3 separate regions of the Pan troglodytes genome follow, and regions 1 and 3 are each linked to region 2. Evidence: chromatin contacts called from public Hi-C and HiChIP or PLAC-seq data. All regions are on one chromosome and are shown on one strand. The core of a region is the stretch at or near the end of the contact, and the rest is flanking DNA. Distances in the headings are between cores, read along the strand shown.

The links. Hi-C and Micro-C count contacts between places; a contact is called where the count stands out from the background. HiChIP or PLAC-seq counts read pairs in DNA pulled down with a chosen protein or histone mark.
Region 1: a contact with region 2 is called in a Hi-C map of stem cell-derived neural progenitor cells, with 5 times the contacts expected there. The contact joins the enhancer-like site here to the promoter of CLPB in region 2. A contact is called at or near these places in 1 of 7 Hi-C or Micro-C datasets (stem cell-derived neural progenitor cells), 1 of 1 datasets of contacts at active chromatin or transcription factors (stem cell-derived excitatory neurons) and 1 of 1 other capture datasets (stem cell-derived neural stem cells).
Region 3: a contact with region 2 is called in an H3K4me3 HiChIP or PLAC-seq map of stem cell-derived excitatory neurons, with 13 times the contacts expected there. The contact joins the promoter of LAMTOR1 here to the promoter of CLPB in region 2. A contact is called at or near these places in 1 of 7 Hi-C or Micro-C datasets (stem cell-derived neural progenitor cells) and 1 of 1 datasets of contacts at active chromatin or transcription factors (stem cell-derived excitatory neurons).

Annotation. Positions count from the first base shown.
Region 1 is chr9:74,057,842-74,062,433 of NHGRI_mPanTro3-v2.0_pri, reverse strand. NUMA1 (nuclear mitotic apparatus protein 1) reads left to right here. Exons shown (of 27, transcript XM_063784268.1): 6 at 2,490-2,569; 7 at 3,700-3,782; 8 at 4,428-4,508. Among named protein-coding and RNA genes, the nearest start is that of IL18BP, 27 kb to the right of the region's middle. Within about 2 kb of position 1,538, at least 6 of the 24 cell types and tissues checked have an H3K27ac peak or open chromatin away from gene starts, as enhancers often do. A contact at or near this core is called in stem cell-derived neural progenitor cells and stem cell-derived neural stem cells, where this site is marked.
Region 2 is chr9:74,468,534-74,473,035 of NHGRI_mPanTro3-v2.0_pri, reverse strand. It overlaps CLPB (ClpB family mitochondrial disaggregase), which reads left to right and starts at 1,686. Exons shown (of 16, transcript XM_003951966.6): 1 at 1,686-2,308. The coding sequence starts at 1,906.
Region 3 is chr9:74,136,029-74,141,075 of NHGRI_mPanTro3-v2.0_pri, reverse strand. It overlaps LAMTOR1 (late endosomal/lysosomal adaptor, MAPK and MTOR activator 1), which reads left to right and starts at 2,300. Exons shown (of 5, transcript XM_508619.6): 1 at 2,300-2,536. The coding sequence starts at 2,495. It overlaps LRTOMT (leucine rich transmembrane and O-methyltransferase domain containing), which reads right to left. Exons shown (of 10, transcript NM_001282075.1): 6 at 729-777. It also overlaps the pseudogene LOC129139503.

The sequences.
Region 1 (4,592 bases), core at 289-2,788, 410 kb after region 2:
TGGCTCTTACATTTCTGATACCGCTACTGGTGCCAACCTAAATCAGCAGCCTAGTTCTCAGCAGAAGGCAGCAGAGGATGGCAAGGTTGGAGGGTAGATAGAAGCTGTGGGAGTTGGGTGGCTCCTGTCTGCACACTGGACAAGGGGCACCCTGAGAAAAATAATTCTTTAAAAAATTAAAAAAAAAAATAAGCTGTGGGAGTTGAGGGTTTAATTGCTTGGCCACTTAGCCTTCTCTCTGGGAAAATTAACTGGGATCAACCCCTCTGACAAGTTTCCCTTTCGGTTCTTCTGTGCGTGAATAGTCTAAAGCAAAAAAGGCTGTCCCGTCTGTTTGATAGTTGTGAAGCTTGAATAACAGAGTATAGTGGAGGCATTTTGCCAGAAAACTTACAGTTCTGACATTTTTGTCTTGCTGACTTTTATTTCTGCTCTTCTCAGTAAAAAGCATCCCTCAGTTGTCAGTCAGCCCATATGTATTGAGCACCTACTTTATTCCTGGCTTTCAGCTAGTGCAGTTGGAGTGGGCAGTTGTAAATGGTGCAGTTGCATTCATGAGTGCTGCAGGAAGACCTGGAGGACAGCCGAGGCATGACTGGCAGGAGTTGTGGATGGCTTCCTGACAGAGATGAGACTTCAACACAGTCTTAAAGGATGGGCTGGATTTCTCTAGGACTACTGTTGTCCAAAGTATGCTCCATGCAGCTTTACTTAAACCAGGCTTTGTGGGGGGTGGGGGAAAAGGGTTTTGTGGTCAAATAGGTTTAGGAAATAATGCATGTTGTATCTTCTTCTATAAAAAATGTTCAGTTTAACCCAGCATTTCTTAAACATTTCACCTGAGAACCTCTTTTTATTTTAGTTAATGGAATACTCAGAGGTAAATATTGCTCTACACTAAGCCAAGGAGTCACAACATTCCAGATTGTGGGTGGGTAGGGAAAATGGCTCATTTGGGAGTCTGTAAGAGATTAGCATCTCCTCAAGACTTTGTAGGAGTCTCTGATCTCAGACCAACTATCCAGACAGAGTGCCTCTGGGGGGGATTCATTTGGAAGAAGCCTGTGTAATCACATGGGGTATGGGGGGAGGTACACTCATAGTCTTGGCTTGGATGATGCTTATGCTTGCAGGATGTCTCTGGCATTGGAAGGTTCTGGGCCTGCCCTGCCCTCCAGAAAGTTCGCTAAGAACTAGGAGTTTAGATTCTGAGAAGCAAGGGGCCCACTAATCAGGATCTCCCACTGTAGCCTAGAGAATTCAGCTTTCTAACTTGAAGTGGTATTTCACCTGCTGCTTCTGAAAATGGAACTGCAGTTAGCTAGGGGATCCAGCGAAGTTCCCCCACTAGGTTGAAGGCTGAGATGGCAAAAGCCTCCCAGAGCAGGATCCCAGGGACTAGTATTCTTTTTTTTTTTGGAGACAGAATCTCGCTGGGTCGCCCAGGCTGGAGTGCAGTGGCATGATCTCAGCTCACTGTAATCTCTGTCGCTTGGGTTGAAGCAGTTCTCCTGCCTCATCCTCCTGGGCTGTGTGAGAGCTCCCCCTGCTGTCTCCCTGTCCTCATGGCTCTCTTCACACTGCCCGCTCTTCCAGTTAAGCAAGTACAGACAAGAACCACTAATCAAGAATACTAGTCCTAGCTGGGCGCAGTGGCTCCAGCCTGTAATCCCAGCACTTTGAGAGGCTGAGGTGGGTGGAGGTCAGGAGTTTGAGACCAGCCTGGCCAACATGGCGAAACCCCATCTCTACTAAAAATACAAAAATTAGCCGGGCGTGGTGGTCCATGCCTGTAATCCCAGCTACTTGGGAGGCTGAGGCAGGAGGATTGCTTGAACCCAGGAGTCAGAGGTTATAGTGAGCCGAGATCGTGCCACTGCACTCCAGCCTGGGCAACAGAGCGAGATTCTGTCTCAAACAAACAAACAAACAAACAAACAAACAAACAACACTCTAGTCCCTGGGATCCTCCTCTGGGAGGCTTTTGCCATCTCAGCCTTCAGCCTAGTGGGGGAACTTCACCCTGTCACTTCAGAGCCTTGTTTCCTCCTGTTCTTTCAGTTCTTGGATGTTTTTCCCTCCCCATGGTCTTCTCTCACTCTTAACCTAGGTGTGTTCTCCAGGCTTCCTGACAGTTTAGAGTTGAGCCATTCCAGATGGTGTAATATAGCTTCCCGTTCATCTGTGCTGCCTCCATCTCCTCTCGGCCCCTTTCCACAGAGCTTTTTTATGTTTGCAAATAGGATGGCAGAGTGCCATCTTTTCCAGAAGAACCCCATGCCTCAAGTCCCCTCTTCCCACCCACCACACAGTTCCATCTGGATAAATGGTGTCCTGGTATCTGTCACCTGCCTCCAGGATCTGATCTGGATCTCTTCCAGATCCAGCAGAGATCAAGACTGGAAGGAATGGGGAGGTAGTATGAAATGCAGCAGCAAGGAGGCAAAGATTGCTGAATACTCTGTTCCTAATACTTGCTCTTTTTCTAGCCATGGCACTGAAGAGGGACAGCAAATCTTGAAGCAGCCGGTGTCAGAGAGACTGGACTTTGTGTGCAGTTTTCTGCAGAGTAAGCACCTTTCTTATCCAGCTATGAAGAAGCTGCTTCCTCAGCTCGTGGGATTGGAGAGTCCAGAGGAACTAGTTCATGGGTGTCTGGAGGAGAAAAATTTCAAGGCTCCCCACTCTTTAACACAAAGATGAAAACAGCTGGTTCAGATCCCCTGGGTCTTGTGATGCCTTCATCAGTTGGTGTAAGAAGAGTGTCCCTTCAGTCCCAGAGCCCTTCTTGGAGATCTAGGTGGAGCCAGAAGGTTACTTTTTGGGACCTGTCACTTTGAACTCTTTGAGCACCTTAAGTTTCTGTTTCCCCCAACTTCAAGGAGACAGAAGAGAGAGAATGAGTCTCTTTCCCTTGCAAGAAAAACTGTTTTTCCCAGATAACTTTGAATTAATTGCTTAGGCGATAGGTGTAGGGGCAGAGGCACATTAAGGTTGATCTTGACCCCCCTCACTGCTTGTGTGACCTTTCTGGACATAGGTTCCCTATCTGTAATATGGAGATGATAACTGCTCTTCAAGTGGATGGGTGGATTAAATAAGAACACATGCAAAGCTTCTAGTACAGTGCTTTTCAGTTCCCCTCCCCTTGTCCAGCCTTAGACCACACAGTCCTCGTCTTTGACATGGGGAGCTAGCTGCCATCTCCACCCCTAGAGAATTATAGGAAAGGTGAGGCTATATTTAGATAAAGTTAGGTGATAGTAATTGAGCCCAGACCCTCGGGCAGTGTAAGAGTCACGTATCCCTAGTTGTCCTCTTCTGACTCAGCTATAGGTTTCCTCTGTGACCTCAGTTGGAACAGGATTCTAAAGTGACCTGGCATCTCTGGGCTCTTCCTCTGTGGTGCTGAGAGTTGGTGAGTGGTTGGGAGAGTGCAACATCATGACCCAGAGTTGCTGTGAATTCCGAGGCTGCTTTCTTCTTCCATTATCCCTGTAGCCCTTGGATTGACCCAGGATAGAACTGACTTCAGATGGAAAATTGTAAGGCAGGGGAAAGAGGCCATAGGAGTAAGGAGCCCTACATCTCATAGCCCCACTAGAGATAGCCATTCTGCTCCCCAGATTTCAGTGTTCTGGGATCTCAGGTATGGTTTCCAGGAAGTTCACCCTGTTTTCTACGTTGTTGTCATTGCAGAAAATCGAAAACATCCCTCTTCCCCAGAATGCCTGGTATCTGCACAGAAGGTGCTAGAGGGATCAGAGCTGGAACTGGCGAAGGTACCTATGGAATACCAGACTGGGGAGGCAGGGCAGGGTTGGGGTGATGGTACCTGAGGGACCCTGCAGGGCCTTCTCTTAACCCAAGGGGAGATGATGGGTGCTTTATTTCTGGGGCTCTAGTACGTTGGAGGTAGAACCAGGCAGCAACCTGTCTTGAGACAGAGGCTAATTTAGCCCAAGGATTCTAGGAGCCCATGATCTTATGACAGAGATTATGAAACAAACAATGGTTTACTAGACCATTACTGTGGGCCTCGGTAGAGACCTGGCAGAAATCAGGTCTCACTCGGCTATCACCATATTTTTATTATAGCTCAGTCTTAAGTCATTCCCTCTGCTCTTTCTGGGTGCTGGCCTATAGAGGGTACTTAAAGCTTCACACCCAGGGTTCCATGAGTCCAGGAATTGAGCCATGCAGGAATCTTGGTGCTCAGCTTTTTGTACAGTGTACACTATCCTTAATAAAAAAAAAAAAAAAAAAGTGTTTCCTGGAGCTGTTAAAGATGGTGGCCTGGGATTGCTGAATTCCAGGACTTTTAGAAGAGTCACCGGAATAGCTCAGAGTCCCCAGAACAGCCCAGAATGGGGGCACTGAGAAGAGAGACAGCCCCACTCAGTGACTGCCTCCTGTTTGGCTTCTAGATGACCATGCTGCTCTTATACCACTCTACCATGAGCTCCAAAAGTCCCAGGGACTGGGAACAGTTTGAATATAAAATTCAGGTAAGCCCTTGTGCCTCCATGCCACCTAGCAGGCCTAGCCCATGCTTCACCTCACCTGACTTGTTTTTCTTTGAACAGCAGATA
Region 2 (4,502 bases), core at 437-2,936:
GGTCAGGAGATCGAGACCATCCTGACTAATACAGTGAAACCCCGTCTCTACTAAAAATACAAAAAAATTAGCCGAGCATGGTGGCGGGAGCCTGTAGTCCCAGCTACTCGGGAGGCTGAGGCAGAAGAATGGCGTGAACCCAGGAGGCTGAGCTTGCAGTGAGCTGAGATCGTGCCACTGCACTGCAGCCTGGGCGACAGAGCAAGACTCTGCTTCAATAAATAAATAAATACATAAAAATAAAAAAACTGAGTGCCTCTTTTGTTCCAGACATTGTTCTGAGTGCTAGTGATATAAAAGTGAAAAAACAAAGTCCTTGTCTCATGGGGCTCATGCTGTAGTGGAGAAAGACAATAAAAATGTAGTATGTCAGATGGTGATAAATGCTGTGAAGGAAAATTAGGATGGGGTGCGTAGGATTACTATTTTAACCAGAATGGTCAGGGAAGACTCTGATCATGTGAAGTCTGAGCAGACCTACAAGACTTGGAAGAAACAGAACTGGCACAAAGAAGAACTTCCTCCTTTGCCTACCTATGGGTTCAGTTTGGAAAAGAGGGGGCGGGATGGGAGTGCAGGTGTTAATGGAAACTATATGCTCAAAATCAGAAGACCTGAGCATTACTTTACTCCAGGTGATTTACTGGCAAATCTTTTCACCTTTGAGCCTCAATTCCCTTCGCTGTAGACGGGAATAACAGTTCTTGCCCAGCTTCTCACACACAGCTGCCATGAGGATCAGATGAGATGACCCACTTGAAAGCCCTTTAAAAATAACACAATCAGGGCCAGGCGCAGTGGCTCACGCCAGTAATCCCAGTACTTAGGGAGGCTGAGGCAGGTGGGTCGCTTGAGGTCAGGAGTTGGAGACCAGCCTGGCCAACATGGTGAAACCCCGTCTCTACTACTAAAAATACAAAAATTAGCCAAGCGTGGTGGTGCGTGCCTGTAATCCCAGCTACTCGGTAGGCTGAGGTGGGAAAATCGCTTGGACCAGGGAGACGGAGGTTGCAGTGAGCCGAGATGGCGCCACTGCACTCCAGTTTGGGCGGCAGAGTGAGACTCTGTCTCAAAAAAAAAAAAAAAGACCGGAAGTCAACTCTTCAAATAAAATGTATTCCTATCTCAGGTGCAGTAGTTACCCTAAACATCTTTTTGAAAGGCCGCCCAGGCTGAAAAAAGAGATAGGCTAAACTAAATAAGCATAAGTTTCATAATATGCCTCTGCTGAAGATTCTTGGGTAATTTACACCAGTCAAAAATTGTGGGCCGGGCGCGGTGGCTCACGCTTGTAACCCCAGCATTTTGGGAGGCCGAGGCGGGCGGATCGCCTGAGGTCAGGAGTTAGAGACCAGCCTGGCCAACGTGGGGAAACCCCGTTTCCACTAAAAATAAAAAAATTAGCTGGGCATGGTGGCGGGCGTCTGTAATCCCAGCTACTCGGGAGACTGAGGTAGGAGAATTGCTTGAACACAAGAGACGAAGGTTGCAGTGAGCCGAGATCGCGCCACGGCACTCCGGCCTGTGAGACAGAGCGAGACTCCGTCTCAAAAAAAAAAAAAAAAAAAAAAAGTGTGTCGTGTGCTTCAACTAAACTAGGAAAGAAGTCTTGGGATTCTAATCTTTAACTCTAATCGCCACGCCCCTTGACCCGAACTCTATTTCCCAATATGCCTCGGGCTCCTATAATCCCGCAGTCATTGTGACGCAATCCCACAGCCTTCTGGGAAACGTAGTTTATTTATTCTCCAGCTGGGGAAAGGCTTAGGGCTGTGGACTACCTCTCCCGTGAGGTAGTGCGCAACTCCACCCTGTTCGCGGCGTCTTCGAACGCGCCGCGGCAGCCATGTTGGACGTGGTCAGCACAGGGGCCGGCACCACGGGGTTATCGAAGCAGCTGTCAAGATGCTGGGGTCCCTGGTGTTGAGGAGAAAAGCACTGGCGCCACGGCTACTCCTCCGGCTGCTCAGGTCCCCAACGCTCCGGGGCCATGGAGGTGCTTCCGGCCGGAATGTGACTACTGGGAGTTTCGGGGAGCCGCAGTGGCTGAGGGTAGCCACCGGGGGGCGCCCTGGAACATCAACGGCCTTGTTCTCCGGACGTGGGGCAGCCACCGGGGGGCGCCAGGGAGGACGCTTCGATACCAAATGCCTCGCGGCTGCCACTTGGGGAAGCCTTCCTGGCCCCGAAGAAACACTCCCAGGACAGGACAGCTGGAACGGGGTCCCCAGCAGGGCCGGACTGGGCATGTGCGCCCTGGCCGCAGCGCTGGTGGTTCATTGCTACAGCAAGAGTCCGTCCAACAAGGGTGATTATGAGATCTGGGTTTGAGGAAGGGAGAGGCGGGAAGATTGTCCTAACTTCGTATCTTAGGAGGGTGGGAGGTACTTATAGGTTTAGATCCTTAGAACCTAAGTCTTGGAGGGACTCAGACATCATCTGGTTACAGGGGCAGGGTGTTGCCCTAGAGATCTCATCACCTCGGAGTTGTATAATCTCGTATCATAGATCCGCTTCCTCTCTCTGGGCATCATTTTATCCATCTGTACAATGGGGATATTGGACTAAACATCTAATATTATAGCATGGACCCCTTATGTTTCTCATATTCTGCCTGGTCCAATTCCTCTTTCCTGAGATCTCCAGGAAACGGAAATTATGGGGTGTTTTAAGGGCAACCGCCAGATGGTTTAGAGAAGTTGCCAAACCGCTCCCCCCTACCCCCCGCCACCAAAGGTGCCAGAGTCAGGAACAACCTGACTCGGTTCTAATGCCAGCTTGACCTCTATCTATCTATCTATCTATCTATCTATCTATTTATTTATTTATTTATTTATTTATTTATTTATTTATTTATTTATTTCTGAGATGGAGTCTTGCTCTATCGCCAAGCTGGAGTGCAGTGGCGCAATCTCGGCCCACTGCAACCTCCGCCTCCCGGGTTCAAGCTATTCTCCTGCCTTAGCCTCCCAAGTAGCTGGGACTACAGGTGCGGGCCATCACACCCAGCTAATTTTTGTATTTTTAGTTGTTGGTCAGGATGGTCTCGATCTCTTGACCTCCTGATCCACCCGCCTCGGCCTCCCAAAGTACTGGGATTACAGGCGTGAGCCACCGCGTCTGACCAATTTCTTTATTTATATAGTGAAGGATAGTTTCCCAACATTTTTACAGTACTGTTATTTTGACTCTTTTTGGAGTTCAGCGGCCTGAGTCTGTCAGTCTCAGGATTTTGCTGTGTCTGGTCTCACATGCTGTGAGGTGATCTTGCCATGTGGGATAGTTGGCAGGAGAAGGAAGGTGGATTCCTGGAGGCCCAAGGGCAACTGCTGGGGGACTGGCTGATCCCGATTAGCATCTCATTTGGATCCGTGGAGCTAAGCAGCAGCTGAGAGAGTGGACAGAGAGCCAGACTTATGACCTATGTGAGTCCAGCCATTCAGGTTCTTAGTTGTTCCTCAAGAAGAAAGACTGAGGCATGGTGTCCATAGATTCCATGCACCCCAAGCTCTGAGAATTTGGAGCAAGAGTTGGGGAGTAGGGAGTGCCTTGACTTTGATTCGTTTGATGTGGCCAATTGTAAAGGAAGGACTTTGGTCTGGGAGAGACAACACTGGGGATCTTGTTTTGGTTCTGTGTCTAACTCTCATTGTGAATTTGGACTTTTGCTTCTCCTCACTGGTCCTCTGTTTCCTCATCTACAAAATGAGGGTTTTGAAATAGACACTAAGGGCATCGAGCTTAGGCATGTTGTAATCCTGTAACTTCCAGCATTTTTGGGGGTACCCACTGTGCGTCTAGTTTTAGGCTAGGTGTGTGGGAAGTCCTAACTTAACACAAAATCAGTCAAGGGGACAGTGCAGGCAGTTGGAATGTAGGGCTGGTGAGTGGAGCTATGTGTTGTTGGGGGATCAGAGGGCCAGTAGGGTCAGGAAAGCCTTTCTGGAGTATTGGAGACCCCAGAGGATGGGAAATTCGAACTTGAGTTCTGAAGGATGAAGTAGAAACGAAAAGGAGAGTGACCTTTTGAGCCCCATGAGAGCAGGAAATGTATCTTCTCTTTTGTTTTTTCAGGTTATGCTAGCAACTTTCCCGAATACTTAGACGTCATTTGCCCACCACAGTGTCTGGAACTTAGTAGGTGCTCAATAAATGTGTGAGAGTTGGATTATATTCCATGCAAAGGCTTCAGGGAATGGAAATAACAGAGTTTCGGGGCACCATGGTGTGTGCAGGGGCTAGCAGAGCAGCCAGCTTGGTTGGAGGATAAGGTCTTTGGAATTAGATGAGAGCAGATGGAGTGGGGCCTGGATGCCAGTCAGGGGTGGGGTAGGTGAGGGTGTTGGAATTTCTTCTGTAGGCAGTGGAGAGTTATGGAAGGTTCATGAGCGGGGAATGTTCTGAGTCCAGTGTATTTGGCGAGGTCTTGCCTAAGAAGTTCCTGGGGGTTCCCAACTGGACTTTATGGCCTGTGAACTCCAGCAAGAATACCAAGGTCTATT
Region 3 (5,047 bases), core at 1,051-3,550, 330 kb after region 2:
GACTCTATACTGTCTACTTTCAGCACCCAGCCCCAAACCACCTCTTCCCGGTCCCAACCCCTGGTCCCATCTTCACATTGTTCCCCTGACTTGTTTCTCTTTATCCTTGAAGTCACCCCTTCTTCAGGACCCCTTTCACTAATTCACCTCTGGGATATCTTCCCCCAACCCTACCCTCTGCCTGCCTGGTCTCCTCTGACCACTGCTGTGTAGCAAAAGAGCATAGATTTGCAGTCAAAAACACCTTCACTATCACTGTGCCCTGCCTCAGTAAAATGCAATCAAAATACCCCATAGGGTGTTAGAGTGAGATGTCCTCTTTCCCACCCCAGGACTCTCCCTCTGCCTGCTCTTCCCTGAGGATGGGAGGAGTCTTTGATTCTTTAATAATTCTCCAGCCCCATCTCCTCTCCGCTGTATTCCCCTCTTCTCCTGTGCTGTCTCAGAATTCCCTTCACAAATGTGTACATACACATAACACACAGCACACATTTTCCCTCTACTCAGCTCTTCTCTCCAGGGACCTATGGGGAATGGGCCTCTCCTCCCATGTCCTGGACCATTCTCTTCCTCATCCAGATCTGACCTCCTTGCCGGCCTTCTTGCAAGGCCCCTGGTGATGGCGGGGAGTAAAAATGAAAGAGTGTATGGATGGGTGTGAATAGGTGAGTGATGCGGTGGGCTTGAACTGGTGTGCTTGGGAACCCACAATCCAGGGCCCTGCTTACCTGGGCTGGAGGACCAGAGCACAGGACAGGTGGGGGAGTCCAGGGCCTGCTGTGGGGGATAACCCTGAGGCAGGAGGCTGGAATGGCTTTCAATTATTCATGCTGAGGCTGCTGCTGTCACCTGAGACCTGCAGTTCAAGTTACCAGCCCCAGGGACGAGCTTGAGCTGCCTCCTACCCTTCAGGAACCTCAAGATTTACAGAACCTCAGGGTCTTGATTTGAGGGGTTATAAGAGGTATGAGATCTGGTGACTTCTCCAATACCTTGGATCAGAAGATGGGGCATGGGGTGAGCCAAGGTGATGGGGTGACTGTAACATACTCATTGATATGCAAGTTTTCTGTAAGCAAGGCCATGCCTTGGGCTACAGGTAAGAGTCAGAACCTGTCACTGTGCTCCAGGAACTCCCAAGTTTGGTAGGTGAGACTGACCCAGGAACAGAGAATACAATATAGTGTGATCACTATTGGATGTTCCATGACTACAGGGACTTTGGCTGTTTTGTGAACTGCTGCATATCCAGATATAACAATGTGTGGCACATAGTAGACGCTCAGCAAATATTTGTTGATTCAATAAATGCATGAATTAACACTGGATGAGGATTAAGCATAGCGAGCTGGGCATGTCCAGAGAATGGAGTCAGAGAAGGTAATCAGGAGGACATTGTACTGAGTCTCGAAGACAGTAGGCAGACCAGGCTGCATGTGCAAAGTCCAGTAGATCAATCAGGAAACTACATTATTTCTCTATGTCCAGTGAAACACATTGCTCACCCCTCCACCCTTCACCCCAGAACATGCAGTGGGAGAGGTGTCAGGCTCTGCATGACTTTGTTATGCCAGACAGGTAATGTGCCAAAACAAGATTTGAGGGTGGCACATTTGACACATGCTGGTGAACACCCAATCACACGCTCATGAACAACAAATGGACGGACTTGGACCTGTGTTCAGGGCCCAAGGGAAGACATGGAGCGGGGGTTAGGAAAAGAGAACTGATGGTCAGCTTTGTGCGTTCGATTACAATGGGTGCTGTTAAAAAAGGCAGAATTAAAGATAAAAGCCTGAAAGCAGAGAGGTCAGTGAGGTGGCTTCTATCTCCTCTACCAGGATTTATCTCTGCTGCGCGTCAGCATGTGAGGGTAGTATAAGGTCCCTTCTTCCTGTAAGTCGCAGATCCCCAGCCCAGGTGGAGAATACACCCTCTGTGTATTCACCCCCAGCCCAGCTGGGCGATACACCCTCTGTGTTCCCCGACTAGGTACTGGTCATCTGGATCCTCTGTGTGTGCACCCAGACCGTACGATCTGGAGCATCAGGCCTGGATCCCAGTCGCCCCTCGCATGTCATTTAGAAGAGTATATCACAAGGGCATACGAGGGCATTTGGTACGAGTTCGCTCAATGGCCCAGAAAAGTGGCCTAGTGGCCACGAGAACGCATAACACAATTCACGACGGCCACTACTGCCAGTTTAGAGACTGGAAAGATGAAGTCATGTGATCCGCCCCGCCCTTTCCCCGCATCACGTGCTTGCGTGTCCGGTTACGCCTTCCCATTGGTTGACAACGATCACGCGCTAGCGGGCGGGACCGGAAGCCGGGGTATTGACTGAGGCGGCCAAGCGGCTCCGGGACAGGGGATACGGGGGGTGGGGGCGGGTGGTTGCCTGCGGGAGGCCGCCGCGGGTCATGTGACCGGAAGGGCTCCTGACGGACGCCGTCCCTCCTCGGCGCGGCCTGAGCGCCCGGCCCGACCCCGGCCATGGGGTGCTGCTACAGCAGCGAGAACGAGGACTCGGACCAGGTGCGGCCGCGGCAGGCGGGGCTCGGGAATGAGGGCTAAGACACTGGGGCATGGGGCCCAGAAAGTAACCTGCGGAGGACGGGCAGGCGGACTGCAGGGCTCACTGAATACGGAGGCCTGGAGGGGACAGATTACAGAGGAGACGCCAAGCCGGGCTCCTACCCCTGTTAAAGCCCCAGATTTCTACACAGTCCCCGCCTCGGGGTGTGCAGGCAGCCGCCTGTCCGGCTCGCTCCCACCACTTCCGTTTGCTCCTACCTTCAAAACTTTTCAGATTCAAGGATCCTCATTCTAGGTCCCCGGGAAACACTCCCTTCCCCAGCTTCCTGTGTCTTCTGTGTATTAGTGGGCTTTGCGAATCCATTTTAGGGGTGGGTAAGCTGACGCCCTGAGTTAGTCTTTCCTGAGATGAATCAGGAATTCGTGTATCGTCTTAGTCCCTGGGGTTGCAGAAGGAAGGTCGCTGCTAGTCTAGGGCCAGAGGACGACTCTGGAACTTGGTGGCCTTTGAATTGGCCAATGAAGGATTTAATCGATACAGTGAGGACATCGGGACATGTGGGAAATTGGGAAGCAACAAAGAGGATTTAGCTTTGGCTAGATTGTGGGAAAAGAGAAATGGAGCGGGAAGTTCATTTGGTTCTGAGTTTGGCTTGCCTCAGTGCAGTCTGCCTGGGGCCTGAGGGTTCCTTTAGCTGGAGACATGCCTATTCTGAGAATTTGGCTGTAGATCTGATCCCTTTGGAGAAAGGGTTAGGCTGGGGAGACCTGTACAGTTTTAAATTCTCCCTCTTCCTCTTAGTGCATTCTCACTTCTCCCCACACTCTAATCCCTGCCCTGCCTGGCCTGACATTCAAGGATGAAGTCTCAAGTTGCTGTCTACTCTCTTTTTTTGATCGTCTCTAAGCCCGGATTCTACATTTGAACATATAGTAGACCTCAGAGAGTAGAAAGGTTTCAGGTAGCTCACGGTCTAATGGGGAAGATGGTCACAAAAATAGATTATATCACTGGTACTTGGGAAGTAGTTCGTTCTTCAGTGAACGTATTTTGGATTAAGAGTTTAAGCCTAGGAAAATGTCGTTTGTATGGGAAGCAAGGGTGGCTTCTGGTTCTCAATTCTCCATACACCCAATGAACACATATTTCCTTTGCCCTGTGTTAGGCATGTGTCGTGCCTAATACCTCTCACTTCACTTCCACCTTTTTGAGAAAGAGACAACAATAACCCTGCCTACTGGGAGAGCTGTGGCCTAGTGGGAAATTGTCCCTTAAAGCATAATATGGACTCTTGCAGGGAATGAGTCAAGAAGGATTAATGCCGTATGAGAAAGGATACAAGCTTCTACTTGGAAGGGAGAGCTGGGCCTGCTGCTCTCCTGAATCTCTACCTTCTCCTTGGGGGGCTCTCATTTCTGTTCCTAACACCCAGAGAAGGTGCTTAATCACTGCTGGGTGATTTGAGGCCTCATGTAGCAAGGGCCATAACCATCCACCATCCCACAGTCCCTCTTTGAGTTCTTGGGCAGGCCCCTCTCCGACTCTCATCTCTGTCTCTTTATCATAATAAAAAATATACAACACGTTACAGTTTACAAAGGGCCTTCACAGTTATCTAATTTGACTCTTGCCAGACATCCGTCATATTAGTGTGGGTTATGTCTATTTAAAGGTGAGGAAGAAGTTCAGAGAAGCTAAGTGATTTGGCCAAGCTGAGAAGTGCTAATGCCCAGGTGTTCTGACGCTAGGCCATGTACTTTATCCATGGGGCCAAGCTGTCTCAGCCATGCCCCTAGACCAGGTGGCCAGTCACGGGCAGGCTGCTATGTCTGTGCTAAGGTAGACAGTGAAACCCTGCCTCTTGGGTTACACTAATGCAGAGACAAACCTTGATGTGACAAACCTAACCCATGCTCCACTCGCACTTTGGGAGTGGGGTGATGTTTGTCTGCTCTGAAGTAGGTAGCATGGCCTCTTCTTTAAGTCTGGGTTTCAAGAAAATAACCTTGTTGTTCACTTGATCTTAGCTGAAGGCTGAGAAGTGATCAGCCAACCTTCTTCTTGAAGAACCCCTGATAGGGAAGAGACTACCCTGTCCTGCAGGAAGATCTGTCTGAAGTGGAGCTGGGAGGACAGACACATAGGAAGCTAACTTGGACCTCATTATGGAGCCAGCTTTCCTTAGAAATACATAGTTTTATCTTTGGCAAACATTTTGTCTTTTTAGCTCTTTAATACTGAGCCTATGTATTTAGGGAGGAAGGGTGTCTGGGAGTTTATAGAGGTGATGGGGCAAAGCCCACAGCTTCTGTCTCTTGCTGTTGGGAACTGGATCAAATTGCCTGAGGACACTTGGGCAACCTAGCCTTGAGAAAGAAGAGTAAGGTGAAAAGGCTGGGCCTCCCTAAGCAGGGCAGGAGGAAGTAGCCCTCTACAAGGAGAGTTGTGGAGTTGTGGGCAGGGGAGCTGCAGCCTGCAGCAGGAAAGACTGAGGAACTGAGATAGGCCTG